Regions from separate parts of the Pan troglodytes genome. Here region 1 is linked to region 2. The links are chromatin contacts, called in public Hi-C maps. All regions are on one chromosome and are shown on one strand. The core of a region is the stretch at or near the end of the contact, and the rest is flanking DNA. Distances in the headings are between cores, read along the strand shown. Region 1 overlaps PRPF40B (pre-mRNA processing factor 40 homolog B). Region 2 holds the start of NCKAP5L (NCK associated protein 5 like).

Region 1 (6,596 bases), core at 601-3,100, 190 kb after region 2:
AGTGTCTCAGAAGAACAGCTGGAGCACTACAGCCTGCTCTCTTCTGCTGTCCCCACTGCCCCCGGCTAGGATCACCTCCTACAAGATTCCTGCACAGCCTACTGACTTTTCTCCCTGCTCACCCTCTTCCATCCCTCTAACCCAGCTCCTAGCATCTAGTGCTTCTTGGACTTTTGTACCAAGTAGCCCCAACAGTAGGAGAGAGGTCTGGGGATAAGTGAGATGAATATGACTATTTGAATTACCACTATCAGTTTTAGTATCTTGAGGCTTCAAGAACTGCTCTACCTAGCACCACCACCTTCCCTAAGGACATAAGTATGTACTCTAGACTGAAAGGTTCTACTATACACCATCTAATCTGATCATTCCCCGGTTCCTCATTACTTACGAGAGAAAAATCCAAATTTCTTATTTTAGCATTCAAGGCACTTTACATGCAGGGCTCTACTTCCAAGCTGGGGCATGTGGTTCCAGAGAAAGAGAGGATACCTCAGGACAGTATGATACATCTTACCTAATGGTAAGTAATTTAAAATATTAAATTTATATTAAATAGGTAATATGGTGTTAAAATGCAACACCTACGTGAATTTGTAAGGCAAAACAGTACTTCAAAGAAATGTATATGCAGTGAGACATTTCTAGCTTTATTTCCAGATCCCTTTCAACCCAGGTACCATTTAATCTCTGTAATTAGGTGTACTCTGGTGGAACACTCACCATTTTTTAGATGAGGAAACAGGGTCAGAAAGGTCAAGTGACCTATCCAAGGTCACACAACTAGCAAGCAGTTAAGCTAGACTTTTACTGTAGGCAGTCTGCCTCCAGTCCCGCTCCTAACCACTGTACTGTATTATCTCCTCAAATGCATTAGAATCTTCACTTCCATAAAGAAATATGCTCTTTGTTTTTTTCTTTTGGAACACAAGGTTTAGTCCATCACTCACTCACTTTTCCACTTTTGATAAGATGTAAATATTGAGAACTATTTCTCTTCTCCAGTAGAAGAAGAGCAACAGGCCATGTGTGATGGTAAATGGCAGCTGACACTTGTGACAGTATCAAGAAGGCACTAAGGAATGGTGAGAAGGATGACTTGCCCTTTCTAAAGTGGCATCTCAGCTTGAGTCTGCAGAATGCCTTGCAAATCCAGCTCAGTACTGCTAGATAATCCATATTGACAAGAGAAGCTAAAGATTCAGATTTTCTGTGTGAAGTTTCCTGGTTTTAAAATGTTAGCAACAAATTCCAAATTTTTACAGAACACTGTACAGGCCAGAAAGAACAATCTGTGTGCTACCAGTTTACAATTAGCTATGCTTCTTCCTCTTCAGACCTGGCATGCCCTTTCCACCCCCTTGCCTTTGCTCTTAGTACCCCGTGTACACTCCAACCTCTTCCACCTACTCATTTCTAAATGCACAGTTCAAATGTTAGTTCTTCAGATTCCTGTCTCTGTAATAACACTTGCCCCTTTGTATAACAGTTCTCATGTATATCTTCCTATTAGACCATGAGCTCCTGTGGGTAGAAATTGTGTATTCATTACTGTATCCCTAGTGTGCAGTAAAGGATCACAGTAGATATCTGCTGAACCAAGCTGTAATGCTTCTGCAAAACAGGACTTATCAGGGAGTCCTCTGCAGGGAGTGTGCCCTGCATCCATCCTGTATCCATCCATAACCCCAGCCTCCCTCACCTTAAGGATGTCCTTAATGATCTTCTTTTCATCATGGAATCGTGCCTTCAACTCCTCCACATAGAACTTGAATAAGTCCAGAGGGGTGGAGCCTGTAAGGAGGGAGGGAGGGGGGCCTGGCGGGCGGCAGCTTCCCAAGGCCTGGGGGCTGGGCCGAGGACAGGAGCCGGGAGTAGGGGGTGCAGAGAGGCTGGCAGGGCAGGAAGCCAGGCCAGAGAAGGGGGAGCCTGGCTGCCTAGCCTGGCTGCCTTACCCGGCTGGCCCAGCATGTTGGCAAAGCGGACATCAGTGCTGACTGCTGGATATAGCTCCATCCAGGTGGACATAGAGTGCAGCTGCCCTGTCTCATGCAGCTCGTCCAGGAAGGTCTGAGCAGGGAGAGGCCAGTTATAGGGAGAGTGAGACAGGGAGGCAGAGCCACAGAATGAGGGGGAAGAGAGGGAATGGCAGAGGAAGAGGCAGGGACAATCAAGATTGAGGAAATGCAGGCAAGAGAGGCAGAGATGAAGAGATGCAGATGGAAGGCTGAGAACAATGCAAAAAGAGAGAATGTAAATACACAGAGAGGGACAGAACAAAAAAGTGAGAACAAGCCAGTCCCGGGAGGCAAAGAAACAGAAACCTGCCTGCAGTAACCCCTAGCACTACCACCACCACTGCCACCCCCAAGCTGAGGGAATAAACTCTGCCTGTCGGGTGCCCCACCAAGGGAAATAAACATGGCCTAGCTGCCAAGTCATGCCTGTAGGGTGCTCTCTACTGGCAGTTTCTGGGTGGTGCATACATCTAGTCTCCCTAGAAGAGCACAGTCCAGAATTGAGGAGGTACAGCAGAAACAGACTGCAGGCAGAGAGAGGTCTCATAGAGCTTGGACAGGGCTAGGCACAGAAAGAACAGGCAGCGTATCCAGAAGGGGGCAGGGAATGGGTGGAGAGGTTGTGCTCTAGGGCAGAGCTGAGCTCTGATCTAGAAAGGACAGCAAAGATACCTGGAAGGCCTCCCGATTCTTGCGTTGTTGGCGTCGCTCCCGAAGCCGGGCCCGCTCCCGTTCCTCCTCCTCTTCCCTCTCCAAAGCTCGGATGTGCTCCTCAAAACAGATCAGTGCATCTTCCTTGTCCATGTCTAAAGACAGGCAGGAGGTTCAGCGGGCATTGTCCCAGCAGGATACCCTCTCAGACCCCAGCACCCCTAATGTTTCAACGATGCTGTCCTACAGGTGCTAGGGATACCCAGGGTGGTGGGGGAAGGGCCTGGAGGGGGCTCTGTGGGAGCAGCCACTGCAATGGTAGTTCTTAAGAGGGGATCATTAATTGTATAAGAATAAATAAGCAAGTATTCAGCTCTTGTGAATTCAGTTATTAGAAGCCATAACATGAAACTGGTTGTCTTGGGATCTGAGGTTTCACACCTTAGGGAACTGGGAATCAATCAGGCTTTGATGCAATTTCAGAAAGTGAATTTGAGTATCATCAGTAATTACAGGCCAACAACAGTCTATTGTAACGTGACCAATTAAGGCCTGTAGTTCTATGATGCTTTAAGACCATATTCACATGAGCTAAAATCATCATTGACATCTCTAGGACTTAAAAGATTCCTATCCCAGAGCTCCTCCTCCAAGGACACAAAATATCTAGGCCAACAGTGGACCCCAGAGGGAGGGGTGTCCTGAAACATTCTGGTATCCCCAGAGTCCAAAGAGGTACAAGGACTGGGTGAGTGTTGAGTACTCCTAGGGTGTCCGGGAGGGCAGGAGGTACAGGGGAGTGGGGTGAGGCAGACTCTGGGGTCCCAGGTCCAGTAAAGAAAGGGAAAGGGATAGCTGGGATTGGAGGCCCAGGCTTACTCTGCAGCTGATGGTCCTGAGCAAAGCTGGGGTTATCCATGAGGTACTGCTGGGCCTGGGACCACGTAGTTTGGAAGTTGACACTACTCATCCCATCCAGGATGCTCTTTAGGGCCTGGATATTGCGGCGCCGGAGCTGCTTGGCCTGTTCCTAGGGAGCCACAGGATCAGGGTGAGGCAGGGCAGGCCAGAGCTACCCAAGTAGGCCTGGGCAGAGGAGGACCTGGGGAAAGGTAGCTAGGGAACCCTAGGAAGAAGGCCATACTCAAGACTTTCATGTCTCAGGGAAGGGGAGGGAGTACAGGTTACAGACCCATCTCTCAGAGACGACTCCTCCCCGCTACACCCAGGACTATAGGCCCAGAGCAGAAATGAGATGTGCAAGTCCCATACCAGCTTCCAAGTCAGAAGCTGGGACACTGGGGAAGTAGAGAAGTAAATGGCTAGGGTCCATAACAAAGCAAAGACAAGGAAAGTCCAGGATGAGATGGGCTGAAGGATTCTGCCCAGGGACCATTACCTTCTCCTTCTTGGCCAGGAAGAAGAGGACATCATCATAAACCTCTTTTCGATCCCTCTCAGGGACCACAGCCCAGACCTCCAGCTCCCCAAAGGTCTGTTCTGCCCGCCTGTGGAGCATATAAGCTGTGAGTAGGTAGACAGAGAACAGAGACCCTGGACCTTTGTGTTCTCAGGGTTCCCAAGCCCCAGCCCAGCCTGGCCCCCTGACCGGTAGCGGGTGGTGGAGGTCATGCGTTCATGCTGCTCCAGGAAATGCTGCAGGGTCTGCTTGGCCTCTTTGGCCCTTAGCCGGGCCTCCTCCTTCTCCTCCTTCTCCCGCTGCGCCTTGTAGGCATTGAATGCCTGCTTTTTCTCACTCAGTTTAGGCAAGGCACTAGGATAGAGGGTAGGAGTGGGGTGGGGATAGAGAAGTCACCCTGAACCACCCTGCACAGCCCACACTGGAGGGTCATGAGACACTGCAGGCTGCAGGGGCTCCAAGGGCACAGATGTCTGGGATCTGAACACCATTCATGGAGAAGTAGGGGTGACAGGAAGTGAGGGAAAGAGATGCAGCTCCAAGACACTGCAAATACTGGGCCCTTTTCCTTTGGGGTTCTCAAGTCACCCTATCCAGCACCCTCATTCCCCAATTAATTCAATTCCGTTTGATTCAATTCAGGAAGCATTTATTGAACATGTTGTGTCAGATACCTTTCCTTTCCTTCTCCTGGAGGCCCTCCAGCTTTTCTTCCCCTTGAACCCCAACCCAATCTATCACTGTCCTGACTCTGGTTCCCTTAGGGCTGAGTGTTGAGCTCGGGTTTTTTAGGGAGTCCCTAGCACAGCTGCTCTCATGAACAGGGCCTGGCTCCCTCTGCCCAGGCCTACCTGTAACGGGGGTCGGTGACCACCATCTTCATGGCCTGTTCCCATGAGGCATTGGAGGGGACAGCCTGGAATGAAGCAGGTGGGAGTCATGGGGCCTGCCCCACTCCAGCCCCCTCCAAACCTTCCCTGGGAGCCCCACTCCAGCACCTTGTCCCTCAGCAGTTCCTTGAATGCCTGCTTTGCCTTCTCCCGGTTGCTCCAACTGAGGCCAGACCTCTCTGGTTCTGGCTTTGATTCCTCCTCCTCCTGCTGTGGCTGATGCTGTCCAGAACTGGAGGGCACAGGGGACTCAGCCACAGCGTCCCCCAGCTCTCACAGCTTTCAGTGCCCTGAACTCCTGGCAACATATCACCCCCTCCTTGTTCCCCAGGGCAGCCTTTTTCTGCCCTTCAGAGGTCACACCGAGATCTTCAAACCCCTCCTGAGAGAGAGGCCCAGCAGAGGACAAGGGTTGAACCAGGCTGGGAGTCTGAGGCCAACATTGGGAATGCCATGGGGGGCAGCCCTCACCTGCTGGGGCCCTCCTCCAGCTGCTGCAAGAACCCCTGTTCCAGGGGCTGGGTGGCCTCCAACACATCACAGTCTTCACTCCCACCTGGCTCAGGTTCCAGGAGGCCTGTGGGCACTGGGGTGGGGCCAGGAGGTACAGGTGGGGGGTCAGGCTGTGGCTGAGGCGGCTGTGGCTGAAGTGTCTGTGGCAGCTGCTGCTGCTGTTTCCTGCAGATGAGCCAGAAGGGCGGTGTCCAGGAGGAGAGCAAGAATGGAGGACTTCAGGGGCTGGCTGGTTTCTCTATCCTGGGAAGGACTGGGGCCAGAGGGGATGACTCCACAAGGAGACAGAGCTGGCTCTTCCTCCCACAGTGTAGAGATCATGGCGACAGAGTCTACTTCCACACTCCAGGTGCCCCAACTACAAATGGATAGGTGGGCAAGTCACTCACCCTGCAGCCTCTTGTTTGACTAGAACTGCGATGGGAAAAGATAACACAGTCAGTCACAGGGGCAATAGGGAGCCCCCAGAGCTCCTGACCTGGCCCACCCGTAGGACATCTCACCCTCTAGGTCATCCAGATCCTTGGGCCGGGTCCAGCGAGACTCTTTACTCTGGTTGTTATAGTAATAAGGTTTGCCTGTGTCCGACTTGTACTCTTTCCAGGGACATTGGGACAGGAGCAGCTGCAAGTGGATGGGATAGGAGCCATCAGTGGGATGGGCAAGTTCTCCAGCCAGTCAGGGGAGCTAAGGGGACCCAGTGAGTAGAGGACACAGGAACCTTTAGCTACCACCTGGCCTGGTTCAAACTGGGGAAGGTGGACTTCTTGAGATCCTATGGAGGCATTTCCAGGGAGGGTGAGGAATGGTCAGGGACCTTGGGATCAGAGGAACCATCATGAATATGGTTAGAGACTAAGGGAAGGCCAAGGACTTGGAAGGGTCAGGGCAGCTGAAAGGAAGGGCCAGAAAGCCCAGCTCAGGACCTCTGCCTTGGACTTGAGCACGCTGGGCTTCTCCCACACGGACTGCTTGTCGTCAGCATTGTAGTAGTAGATGCGCCCATCTGGGGCCACATGCTCACTCCATAGGGCCCTCTGGGTGGGGGGGGGGGGCACAGAATGGTGGTCAAGGCCCCTTTTCCAAAGCCTCTCCTCACCCCAA
Region 2 (7,378 bases), core at 44-2,543:
GGGTACCCATCAAGACATCTTTTAGGTTCCAGTAATAGCTGTCCTTGGGCACTCTTTTAATCAAACTACCTCTATGCTCAAGAACCCAAAATGACTTCTTTATCTTATGTCTTGTCACATCCATATCCTTATTTTGCTCTCCTCCATAAGAAACCTCCTCCATTAATTTCTCCCACTTCCCAACGTACCACGGTGATCTGCTCACGGTCCCATGCAGATAATTTGCTCTTTCCTATCTGAATCTCCTTGTGGCCTTTACCCTGCCTGGACCCTACTCAAGCTCTCTCTGCCCTTCAAATTCCGTATTTACATAAACCTCCTTCAGAAAAGAACTCTTAATCCTAGCCAATCTGAGCACCCTAACTTGCCTTACTTTTTATGTTCCTTTATTGGACTAATATGATACTCTAAGCTGCATCCTTTGTATACTCGCAACAAAAGAAATTTTAATGAAGTAGGCGGAGACTGTACCTAGGGGATTCCTTCGTATTTCCCTGCAGAACCCAGGTGAGAACCTACATTTCTGGGGCAGTCACTACAATGCAGGCTGTGAAGGTTATACGGTATTTAGGCAAGGGCAAATAGGTGTTTAATTAAGGACTAATGGGAATGATATTGAAGCTCTGAGGCTCTGCAGGGGCCTGGATGGGCTGTTTGCTTTTCCTCATCCTCACCGAGATAGCAAGTGGTTGAGAACAAGGTTGCATCCTTTTTCTGCCCAGCCTTACCCCCAAACCAGTGAGGAAACGACCAGCACTGCCGTCTGATGAGAGGAGCCTGTTCCTGTAACTGTTTTCCAGATTACTGGGGGGACGACCCCATCCTGGAGAAGGAAGAGAGAGGCGGGAGCATTTAAGGCCAAAGAGGCACTCAAGCCTTTCCCCCATGGATTTACACCCAACACGTATGCAGAAAGGCAAATTACAAACACCGACGCTCACAACCACACATACACGTGCACGCCCAGCCCCACAGAAGCAAACGCGCATGCCTGTGGGCCCGCGCGCACCTACTTAGTTTTCTCTGTTCTAGACGCCCTCATTCCACCCCCGCTCGGCCCAGCCCGGCGTCCTCTACCCAGGCACGGCTGAGGTTTACCAAGCCCGGCCCGGCGTGGAGAAAGTGTTTCTATAAGGGGGAAGGGAGGTCCTTCCCACCAAAGCGGAAGCGGCGCGCGCCGGCCGGGCAGACTTAGCTCGCGTCCTGGGAACATCTGGAGGGGGCTGGGAGGGGCGCGCATCCAGGCTGAACGTGGATTGGCTGCTAGGGAGGAGGGAGGCGGGGTCAGAGCCAGGGGCGGGGCTCCCCGGCCCCTTTAAAGCCTTGACATCAGGAGGCGGCTCCGGCACCCCCCTTTCTCTGCCCCCCGCCCCCAAGCCGCGGCCATGGACCTGGCGGATCCGGCCTGCCCTGGCCCAGCTCAACACCTGATTTCGGTGAGTTCTGGGTCTACTTGGGATTGAAAGGGCGGCGAGTGCGGGGGGGCGATCTGTAGCTCCGGGCCGGGGTGAGTGGGGTGTGGAGGGTACGGCTCTCGTGGCAGTACAGGGTCGGAGAGGGCGTCGCGGCTTCCTGCCCAAACCCTGCTGCCCGCCCCTCCGTCCCTCCCTCCAGCCGCACCCTCCTCGGGGGTCCGGCTGCGACTCTGTGCACCCCCACCCCACCCCCTCCCGCCCCCCGCGCCATCCTCGCGCACACTCCGTGGCCCCGGAAGGGAAACTTTCGGGAGTGGGGGATGTTCCGGGGGCCGGGCTCCCCTCCCTCTTTGAAAGCACTGACCTTGCCCCAGCTGCTCACCCCACCCAACCCGCATCCCACCGTCCGGGTGCCGCTTAGCGGTGCCGGGTTATTGCGGAGGGAGGGGCTCTCTCCCCAAAGCGCAGGCGCGGAGACGAGCCTGGGGCTCCCTTTCGCACTCCTTCCCATTCCCCGTGGCCTGGGGCGGTAGGGCCTGGGGAAGGCGGGGAGAGGCGGAAAGACCGGGTCTCCTAGAGAACAGCCCCTTCAAAGGCTTTGAGGGGCTGCGGGAAGGAGGAAGGACCTGGTGGGCTGCACGCTGAAGAGAAGCTAAGGGAGGGAGAAGGGTTGGTTGGGCAGGGAGCAGGGACAGGGCAGCGCCTGCAGAAAAGGCCCTCCGGGTGCTGGCTGCGGTGCCAGAAGAATGCAGAGAATTCATCTGTGCCCGACGCTTCCCTGGCTTAGCCCAACTAAGAAAGCGGCTGCCCGGATCCTAGCTCCCCTCTCCCTGTCCTGGGCCCAAGGTCCCGCGTTATCTCCAGTCCTGGCACGGCCCCAAGGGCACAGAGGGCCCTCACCTCCCACAGGCCTGGTTTTCCAGGCATCCCAGGGCTGGATCAGCTGAGTCCACCTAGTCTGCCCAGCTGCTACTTCTTAAAGGCCTGCCTTGCTGAGGAGCTGGGGGTCTTGGGCTAAGGAGTTCTCTGGCTGTAGAGGCAATCCCTCCCTCCCACTTCTCCGCGTCTGTCATGGGTCCTCCTTCTTAAGCACAATGGTCAGCCAGAGGAAGTGGCCCGGGCAGGGGTGGCCTGGGGAGCAGTAGAAAGAGTGTCAATGCCTAACCGTTTTGTGGTCAGTACTTTCGGGGAAAATGAACATAGCCCATTTGCCTTGTTGCAGACCCTCCCTTGCAGATATTACGCCATCTGGCTCTCTGAGACTCCTTGTGTGATAGGAAAATTCACTTCTCAAATTGGTCCCCCCATCTTCCTAAAAACAACCTGGGATTAGTGGGTTTCCTATCCCAAAGAAACCGTGTGTATTCCTTTCCGGGGAGATATTCCCATGTTCAAGCTTGTTTTCAAAGTCTATGGTCTGTGCATGAGGTGGCTTCGTCCCTCCAGCATCTTTCTCCAGCTCTGGCCCTCACGAAGAGACTGAGGACCTGGAGGGGCAGGTGCCGTGGTTGGCAGGGAAGAAGGATCTTCATGATAGGCCGGTGAAGACCTAAGTGTTTGGGGAGCAAGCGGGTGTCAATAAAGACAGAGTCAGAAGCTCTGGTCCCTACTTTTCCTAGCTTGCTGTATGACCTTGGCCAAGACAGTTTGCTCTCTGGGGCTCAGTTTCCCCATCTTTAAATCTCAGTAGTTGGACTAGATAGCTCTAATATTCCCTTCCACTTTTTGACATTGAATGGTTCCACTGATGGGTGAATCTGTAGGGGAGAAAGGTCCTCTGGCAGAATGGTTCCATTTAGAGGGAGCTAAAGTGTTGGGTGTGCTTTAAATTGCAATTAGTTAGGATTAGAACCCTGGGTAGAGAGAACAGGTTCCCTTATTCTAAGCCTGAGAGTAGACCTTGTCCCACACACCCCTGGTGCCTTGGGATATGAACTCCTGCTCCTGCTGGCTTGGGTTTGGCCCACCCATCACGCCTGTGCTGAGATATCCTGGCCCTTTGAAGAGGAGCTGAGAGAGGAGGAGGCAGCCAAGGGCCAGCAGGGTAAGCAGATTCCCAGGAGACAGTTTACGTCTCAGCTGTTGGGACTTGTTTTAGGATCTGGGCCAGGGAGCACAACATACTCACCCACCCGCCCTCTTATAGGAGGAGGGCAAGGAGGGCCCCACTGCTTTTGCCCATCCCACCCCCAGCCCTGCCCACCTCACTGCTGTACTCACACCCCCAGGTCCCAGGCAAGGGGCTAAGGATTCTTCCCCACCGCCCTCATCCAGCCCAGCCAGCCTCCCAGGCCCTGCTATACCAGCCAGTGGCAGCAGTGAGGAGAAGCTGCCCCCACCCCACCTTTCCCAGCCCCTTCCCTCTCCAGGGTAGGACTTCTCAGGAGTTGGGCTCTCCAGGTTGGGACTTGCTTTCCAGCCCAAGAGCCAGAGGTCTTGAAGTTCTTCTTGTTTGTTTTCATCCTCGGTCTCCCAGGTGAAGGGGAATGTTGAAGGAGAGGTGGTGGTTAAGGAAGCCCTGGGTTTGTTCATGTAGGGGCACATTCTCCCTGGGTTACTTTTCCCTCTGCTGGCTCTCCTGGGCCTGGGAAGCCCTCTGCCCTGGGCCCTGCTGCCTATGAAGGTGAAGCTGCAGCAGGAGGTGTTTAGGTTAAATCCCAAGGAAGCCTTCCTTACCGCTGTGAGCCGTTGGAATGGATAATGGAAGCTCCCAGGGAGGTCAGTTTCCCAGAAAGTGGCTAATGCTGGAGTCACTGTCAGACTGAAGGATGCAGCTGTTACTAGGCAGAAGCTGCTGTTCCCTCTTGGGGTGTGGCTCTGAGGCTGGCCAGCCAGAGGCCCCGTTAGAAGGAGGAAGAGAAAGGGCCCTTGCCTGACAGCCGAAGTGGGGTCCCTGACCCCATCATGCCTGAGTCACCAGAGCTGCATCTCTCAAAACAAGTGCCCTTTCTAGCCCCTGCTTCTCAGCCCCCTCCTCCAGTTCACCACCGCTCTCACTGTCTCCTTCGACAACCCTCACCCGAACCTGGCAGGTTCCCCGAGCCCCAGTCTGGCTGCATTAATGGACTGATTGGATTTTCTATACTTGGAGTTTGGGATTTCTGATTGAACATGCAAATTTATGTAAATCAATCTGGGATCTGCCACTACATCAAAACAACACAGAGCATAGGCTGGAAGGAATCCTAGAGACAGTCTAGTCCAACGCCCTCATGTTAAAAATGGGGAAACTGAAGTCCAGAGGGGGAAGTGATTCATGCGGTGGTGAGTGTCAGAGGCAGGACTCCTGATTCTGCTGTGTAGTTTTACATGGTCCCATTCTGCGTTAATGTTTTATGCATGAGGTAGCCTGGCTGGATTTAAGGCAGAGAGGGCCAGTTCTTGAACCTGAGATAGCAGAGAGCTGGGCCCTTGGAGAGTCAGAGTGTTATCGCAGGACCCCCCAGGGGCTCTGGTCAGCTTTGTAACATGCCGAGGAAAAACAGCTTCAAATCCCTGAGAACAAGACCCATAATATTTTCCCCCAGACACTGACCTGGAGGGTTGGAGGCTAAGGTCATTGGTTGCTGCCTGTCTTGGCCCTTGTGGTTTCTTGGGAGCTTAGATTTTGTCTGTCCCGGCATCTGTCACAGTACCAGGCACACAGCAGGCCGTGGATGGACCTGCATATGCAATGCCTCCATCTTTGTTTACCCTTCCCTCCTAGTTTGAGTCTCTACTGGTTCCCTCCGGGGACACAGTGGGAAAAGGTCGTTGGTCTCTTAGGATGCTTTGCCCACCGTCCTCTGCCCTCTTGGAGGGCAGACGCCAACTGGACCTCCTCTGCAGGTTTCTACGGCACTGGTCAGACAGGCCTTGCTGTAGGAAGGATCTCTTTATTTTAGGATCAATACCAAGGATGCAAGGGGGCTTCAGAGATGGGCTGGGGTCCCCAAGAAGCAGTCTTCCCCATTTCTTGACTCTTCTTGATCTGATCTGCCTACCTGGCTGTAAGGTGCTCCCCACTCCCACTTCATGGACTGTGCCTGTGGCGTGGGGCTGTTGGGAGGGCTGAGCACTCACTTACCCTGTGGTGCCTGGGCATACTGTATAGATGTGGAGGTGCCTGAGGCAGCTGTCAGCCTGCTTTGTGACACTCTGGGAGGGTGGGGCATGGGCTCAAGAACAGAGGCCTTGACTCCCAGCTAAGGCTACTCACCAGGCCCTGCTGCAGCCTAGGAGGGGGCTTGGGACACATATCTGGGTCTTTCTTCACCTTCTCCCCAAACCCAAGTCTGGAGGACTCTGGAATGAGTACCCCTGTCTTCAGCACCTTCCCAAAACACTGCAGATATGGAACTGGCACCCTCACCCCCCACCGCCCAGCAGCCCTCGGCGCCTGTGTCTGTAGTTCTCTGTGAGGGGAAATCCTTCTCCTTGGGCCTCAGTTTCCCAGCCAGTGTTCCTGGATTAATCATGCATCACCACTGGGGTGTGGCATCTGCTCAATAATTACCATTTTCCCAGCTCTGGGAGTTAGGCAGATGAAAGAGGCCAGGCTGTTATTAAGGTGAATTATTGTTGCTGTTATTACTGATTTCTAAAACCCAGCAGCTGCTGAGAAGAGCCCAGTCAGGCACAGCACTGTGAACCTTATGCTGGTCCTTGAACTCTGGGAATTCTCCAATATCCACTATGCTTTTTTTTTTTTTTTTTAATGTATAGATGTCTTAAAGGAGAGAAGACCCCATTCTGCTGCTCCTGCTGTTGCCTGCAGGGCTTGAGTGACAGGTGCTGCTTAGGACCTGTGGTCTGCATGTCTCCTCACTCTCATGTAGTTCAGCCTGAAATTGCCCCTGCCCTTAGACACTCTGGGTAGGCCAATGGTCAAGGTTTTTCTAGGCAGGGCTGTGAGGGGCCCTGGAACTCCCGTAGTGTGGCTCTGGGGTTCTCAGCAGTTGCAGTTCCCAGGGGCTGATTTACCTCACTCCCAGCTGGCTTGATGGGGGAGCTGTAATCGGCCCTTCTGTACAAGGATCTGTTCAGACACCCCCAGAACCTGCCCACAGCAGCACCAGGCACTTCCAGGGTCATTTACCCCACTTGCCCCAAACTTCCCCCTGCCCTCTGCCTCTGACCCTGACCAGACTGTCCCCCTTCCCAGGGACCTAGAATAAACCCAACTTTTACCCAAGTGGAAGTGCCCCTGACCAACTTCTGAATAGTGGTGTTACCATGCTCACACCACAGCCTGGGGTTAGGAGGGCCTCTCTGCTAACCCAGGGCAAGATTGCTGGAGAAGAAAGGATGTGAAGGCATCAGCAGCCCTGGATTGGAGCCCCCACGTTCATCTGACCGGCCACCTCACCTGCTTCCTTGTCCTAGGGGCCTGGAAGAGGTTGGATGCCACAGCTGGGAGGAGCTTTGGAAATCAACTTGTTGAGTAGTTGGATTCCTTCTAATATTTTTTGCAGTTTTATTTTTTCACCAGGTTTTATAAATATAGTTTGAAAATTGAAATCTCTGCTGGGCACGGTGGCTCGTGCCCAGCACTATGGGAGGCCAAGGTGGGCGGATCACTTGAGGTCAGGAGTTCAAGACCAGCCTGACTAAGACGGTGAAACCTCATCTCTACCAAAAAATATAAAAATTAGCTGGGTGTGGTGGTGTGAACCTGTAGTCCCAGCTACTGGGGAGCCTGAGGTGGGAGGATCGCTTGAACCCAGGAGGCAGAGGTTGCAGTGAGCAGAGATTGAGCCACTGCACTCCAGCCTAGGCAACAGTGAGACCCTGTCTCAAAAAAAAAAAAAAAAATCTCACTCCCACCTCCATCGCTTTCTCCCCCATAATCATTTATTAATTTCTTGTATATCCCTTGAGTTTCCTTACACAATACCAAATACACACAAATATATACTCTTTTTTTCATTCTTACCCAAAATACAGCATAGCATGTCTACTGTATTTGTTGCCTTACCTATTAG

What was found. A called contact is a pair of places that touch in the nucleus more often than the background predicts.
Region 1: a Hi-C map of stem cell-derived neural progenitor cells shows a contact between it and region 2, with 3 times the contacts expected there. The contact joins the enhancer-like site here to the promoter of NCKAP5L in region 2. A contact is called at or near these places in 1 of 7 Hi-C or Micro-C datasets (stem cell-derived neural progenitor cells) and 1 of 1 datasets of contacts at active chromatin or transcription factors (stem cell-derived excitatory neurons).

The regions. Positions count from the first base shown.
Region 1 is chr10:46,228,496-46,235,091 of NHGRI_mPanTro3-v2.0_pri, forward strand. PRPF40B (pre-mRNA processing factor 40 homolog B) reads right to left here. Exons shown (of 25, transcript NM_001362377.1): 6 at 6,419-6,529; 7 at 5,996-6,116; 8 at 5,882-5,906; 9 at 5,451-5,657; 10 at 5,088-5,211; 11 at 4,941-5,005; 12 at 4,279-4,443; 13 at 4,069-4,177; 14 at 3,549-3,699; 15 at 2,691-2,824; 16 at 1,956-2,070; 17 at 1,703-1,794. Among named protein-coding and RNA genes, the nearest start is that of PRPF40B, 5.7 kb to the right of the region's middle. Within about 2 kb of position 1,851, at least 13 of the 24 cell types and tissues checked have an H3K27ac peak or open chromatin away from gene starts, as enhancers often do. A contact at or near this core is called in stem cell-derived neural progenitor cells, where this site is marked.
Region 2 is chr10:46,038,425-46,045,802 of NHGRI_mPanTro3-v2.0_pri, forward strand. NCKAP5L (NCK associated protein 5 like) reads left to right here and starts at 1,294. Exons shown (of 13, transcript XM_003313708.6): 1 at 1,294-1,436. It overlaps LOC134807563 (a long non-coding RNA gene), which reads right to left and starts at 1,215. Exons shown (of 3, transcript XR_010148309.1): 1 at 1,010-1,215; 2 at 675-823.